Linked DNA regions of Bicyclus anynana: region 1 is linked to region 2. The links are chromatin contacts, called in public Hi-C maps. All regions are on one chromosome and are shown on one strand. The core of a region is the stretch at or near the end of the contact, and the rest is flanking DNA. Distances in the headings are between cores, read along the strand shown. Region 1 overlaps LOC112054536 (ras GTPase-activating protein raskol). Region 2 overlaps LOC112054536 (ras GTPase-activating protein raskol).

Region 1 (2,700 bases), core at 151-2,650, 160 kb after region 2:
TGCCGTAATCGCGTGTTATACTGGTAGTGTTATACCACTTTATCACGCGTTTAAATAATAATTTATCAAAAAGTACTTAATTTAATAAAATGGATTACTTGAAGAAAATGAAATAAGAAACTAAATTATATATTCAGTACAATTAATGCTGAATATTTAAAGATAATGATGATGATAATAGATATTTTTTTGTCTGTATCTTACGGAAGGAAAAACAAAAAAATATAATATGCCTCAACTCAACTCAAATAAAGAACAATCAGCTAAATCCTTAACTCTTTACTGGATTACTTAGTCAAGATTTTATTTATTTATTCAGGCACTACCAACAGAATAACTATGTTAGTATGAAGGTATTATGATTACAAAACTAAATTAGCATAAAGTAATTAGTACACGCATAATTGGACTAACAACAACAACACAATTCGTCACAACGTGACGAATTGTGTTGTAAATTGTGATAGATTTTGCCATCATGTTTTTGATGGAATAATCTATCACTGATCTATGAAATAAATATCTATGAAACTTGTATAAATATACCAATTCTCGCAATTCAGTTCTTCTACCGTAAAAAGTTATGAGATCCATATAATACCAAGTCGACTTCTTTATTCAAACCGTAGTTAGGGGACAGGGTGTCTTATGATATTAAGGAATTAGCTAACATAACATTAAAAATGTTTTATATTTTAAATAAAATAGATTGACTTGGCCATCACATCAAAACACAATGTATTCCACAAGTAATACACATTTATTTATTTTATTAGGATAACCAACAGCTATTACAATTTCACACGTTAATGATTTACATTGAAATAAATATATGAGTAGTTATTGCACAGCTAATTAAAGGTTAACACAGCAAACACTAATTAATATTATGTCAATACTACAGTTGTCAGAAATGAATGAATGTCAAATTAAACAATGCAAATTAATATGCAAAAAATGTCAGACTACAATAAAATATATATTATATATTCCATAAGATTGTTTAGAGCCTATATGAGTATGGTATAAGAGAGTAGTAAACCAGTGTCCCAGGTAATAGCAACTATCAGGATACAAAATCTTCCTACCTAAAATATTATTAAAAGTCAATGGCCAATGAATCAGAACATCGCGACAATTCAAGGATTTATATTTGACATCATTTAAATAAACTATTAACAAATCCTTGCCATTCAAAGAGTGGGATGTGAATTAAAACATAGGTCGCAACTAGCAATGTAGGTGGCGTTTAAATAAACCCTGTTCTTTTCTATGCACCCACGCATGCGGTGGACTTTCTAAAGCATTGAAACGCGTGTTATTTAAAAAGTAAGTTCACGTGAGTCATTCGCGTCCCATTCGTGTGGGTCACATTCCAGGCTCACCCGCGCTGGACCAAACCGGACCTAGCTCCGCGAGTCGCGTTCCTTTTTTCTTTGACATCTCTTCGCCGTTCATGTACACTGGGATCACATTAATAAGTTACTTCGAGAGAATATTCATTAAGGAGTAATCTATGTTGTTCAAGAACGATATTTACAGTGAAATACAAGCTACGTTGGTTTGAGTTTTTTTAAGTTTAACAAATTTACAAATATTTAAAAAACTTTAACCTGACCATGGAAAGAAACTTTTAAAGAGTAATATAATAGAGTAATATAAATATATTGTTCAAGAGCGATATTTACAGTGAAATACAAGCCACGTTGCTTTAAGATTTTTTAAGTTTGACAAATATGCAAATGTTTAAAAAACTGTTACCAGACGACGGAAAAAATCGTTTGAAATCGGGACAAAAAAAAAAAAACCGTCTTCTCCTGTTGTTGAAGTCGGTTTAATTAGCTTATGTTACCCGGGAATGACAAATCTATTGACACTTTATTCATCAGAATCCAAAGAATCGGCCGCCATGAAGGAAAATATTGAGTAAAATATATACATGCGATAGGTACATAGACTGTGCCAAAAGCATTTCTTTTCTTTTGGCTTCGTCGTTTTTGGGTAAAAAGGAAGAATGTACGAACATTGATAGTATTTACAAGAGAGAACAAATTTAGTGGCGAATATAATATTTTAATATATTTTCCTAAAGGCATGGTCATAGGTCCAAGGTCTTATGAGTTCTTAAGCCCTTCGAGCATAAACACATAAATCCTGTAATTGTAAATCGAGTCAAAATGGCAGACAATATTTCAACTTCAATGTAAATTAAATAAGATGTAAAGATTTTCTCAGTATATGTTAAACCTTATGACATTAAAATATACTTATGTCCTAATATATAATATGTATGTATGAATATCTTGAAAATCAATACCTTATTAGTTTTATTATTAGATTCACTGTTGCGTTACCTTCAAACTTACATACTTTAAAAAAAAAAAAATTACTTCTCAGATTTAACTTAAGTTTAATATAAAAAGACCGATGATCAAAGTAATCGAGCAGAGAGAGCTTCTCTAAAAGGGATCCATGTAAGTAAATAACAAATACAACTTACAACGGTTGCCAATTATTCCGACCTATTTGCTATGCATGTAACACATTAGTAAAGTTGCAGTCAATCACAGAACGAACTTTTGTAATCTCCCAGGGTAGCCTGGTGTCTCACATGTTAGTTCCGGCGAAGGGTCGTTGGTTTTTTGTCCACCATCTGTCGGCCCGCAGGTGTCGTTTTACATACTAAGCAGGTGATTTCGA
Region 2 (2,700 bases), core at 6-2,505:
GGCCATGACACAGAAATGAAGTAAAGTCTTGAGCTGCATCGGTTGGTAAACAAACTTGATACGTCAGCACCTTGCTCTGCCGAATATGGGGTCACACACAGACCGGCCGCCAATATGATCAACAACTTGTGTCCCTTGCTGTATTTGTGTGAAGGTTATATTGTAAACTCCGCTATAGGCAATATATTTGACTACCAACTTTTATTCTTAATGAAATCAATTTAACTGAAATGGGTGAACAAAATTACACTAAAAACACACTAAAAATAGAAAAATAAAATCTTTATAAAAAAATACCTGAATTCAAAGTTGCATTACTCTTAAAATCGAAAAATAACATCGTACCTGTGTCCTTTCTATAGATCTAATAAAGAATAGAAAGGACATAGGTACGATGTTATTTCTCGCCTTTTATAGTACCTAATGCACTTTTATTTTTATTTTTAGTGTAAATTTGTTCACCTATTTCAGTTTTGTTCACCTATTTAGTTGTAATTTCAACACAAAATTACTGAACCGATGTTTGTAAAAAATAAATAGGACCAATCTGGAAGTATACTCTTTCAAACAAAAAAAGAATGTTCAAAATTGGTTAAAAAATGACAAAGTGATGACTAAAAAAATATACGCTTCGAATTGAGAACTTCCTCCCTTTTTTCAAGTCGGTTAAAAATGGCTAAAATTAAATTACAATCAACTGCAATATCTGCTCTGATTATTATATTAATGTTTAGAAAACTTGCTAAGTATTATCATTTATGTATTTACTTTTTTTTTAAGTTTTTTTTTTTATTGAGAAAGAATACAATATGGAACTTAAGCTAACTTATCCTAATAACTATACAAATCATGCCCACGTGGAATGGTGGCAAGAATACTGGCTGCATTTCCGCGCTGGACAGCCAGGCTGATCCTTTGCGCAAAAAATGAGCCAGCCCTTCTGTCACCAGTCGAGGCAACTAGCCACGGTGAAATGATTAATTATGTATTTAGGGATTTAGTAATTTTTTAGTAATACATAAATGATAATCTATGGTCATCATTTTTCACCTCAAACTACATGTCGGTGCATGGCAGCATAAGGTACCTAATTGAACATTTATATTTTTATACTGTTGTGTTTTTTGTGAATCATGTACTTAATATATACAGGTTTATTATCGCGGATGATGTGATCAACCCAGGTGGATACCTCCATAAGTCTTTTTTATTTAAAGCCTTATGATTCATCTCATATTTACGTATTGAGGAAAAAAAAGTTACGATTTGATTGTGACCTTTTAATGGATAACGGGTTTTGTGTACGACTATACCACGAGTAGTATACTGTATCTTACGAGATGAAGTTTAACAGAAAAGTCAAAAAATATCGCTCAAACAATTTCTGATATCTACCTACCTACACTAAATAGACAAATTGTTTTTTAACTTTCCTATATATGTGCTGCTTGACTAAACTGAATGATCATTCATCATTATCAACCTATTTTTGGCTCACTGCTGAGCTCGACTCTCCTCTCAGAATGAGAGGGGCTAGGCCAATAGTCCCCCACGCTGGCCCAATGCGGATTGGCAGACTTCACACACGCAGAGAATTAAGAAATTTCTCTAGTAGGTTTCCTCACGATGTTTTTCCTTCAGACACGTGATGTTTAATTTCTTATGAAATGCAACTGAAAAGTTGGAGGTGCATGCCCTGGACCGGATTCGAACCCACACCCTCCGAAATAGGAGGCAGAGATCATATCCACTGGGCTATCACGGCTAAACTGAATAAATCTATCTGTATTTTAGAATTTAAACTATCGTGAGTGTTATTCATATTAAATGATTATGAAACACGGCTAAAACTCACGTGATATTACGTCGGAGTATTTCAGTCAGTCAGTCAGTCAGTTTGGATCGTGCCGCGATGCAAGAACCAGCTCATGACTAAGGGCCCCGTATGGGTTCGAAACTAGTCGGGCATACTCCGACGTAATATCACGTGAGTTTTAGCCGTGTTTCATAATCAAATCTATCTGTAATTGGCTGTAACATGCAGGAAATATTGTATAATTGTGTTCTTGGTAACGCTGTTGATTTTTTCTTAAAAATAAATAAATAAAATAAAATAAACGTTCAAATTTATTCATTCATGTTCATTAAGTAAATATTAAAAAAATATTTTTAAAAAAATATTTAAAAAAAAATATTTTTTAAAAAAAATAAAAAAATGTTTTTTTTTACCTGTATAATATAACAAATAGATACGATTTTAAATACACTTGTATTATATACTCGGTTGCTGTTTTTAGTTGTTTAGTAGTTCCAATGTAGTAATGACGTAAGCCCTCCGAACCTGTCGTCGTCTGCGTTTTCCGGAGGCAGATGCGACTCCCCTGTAATTTCATTCCCTCCGCCCTCGTCACCCTAGCCGTGCTACCGCCAATTGCATTTTTATTACGTTATCCTGAAACGTCTGTATTTATGGAAATATCCGCTACGATAGCGCGCATTTGAGACTTTATTGCTGTCTATAAAATCTAAATAATCTGATTATTTGGAACAGTGGTTATAGCATAGTGGTTTTGTAGATACATACGTAATGGTTTAAGTTAATATGTTTTATTTAATTTTATCATCATCATTAACAACCTTTAACAACCATATTCGGCTCACTATTGACCACGAGTCTCCTCTCAGAATGAGAGGCCACCA

The links. A called contact is a pair of places that touch in the nucleus more often than the background predicts.
Region 1: a Hi-C map of whole larva shows a contact between it and region 2, with 2.7 times the contacts expected there. The contact joins two enhancer-like sites. A contact is called at or near these places in 2 of 2 Hi-C or Micro-C datasets (whole body and whole larva).

What each region holds. Positions count from the first base shown.
Region 1 is chr4:14,167,366-14,170,065 of ilBicAnyn1.1, forward strand. The region is part of intron 4 of LOC112054536 (ras GTPase-activating protein raskol); the gene reads left to right. Among protein-coding and RNA genes, the nearest start is that of LOC112054535, 46 kb to the right of the region's middle. Within about 2 kb of position 1,401, at least 3 of the 8 cell types and tissues checked have open chromatin away from gene starts, as enhancers often do.
Region 2 is chr4:14,003,291-14,005,990 of ilBicAnyn1.1, forward strand. All of the region lies in intron 2 of LOC112054536 (ras GTPase-activating protein raskol), which reads left to right. Among protein-coding and RNA genes, the nearest start is that of LOC112054536, 22 kb to the left of the region's middle. Within about 2 kb of position 1,256, at least 7 of the 8 cell types and tissues checked have open chromatin away from gene starts, as enhancers often do.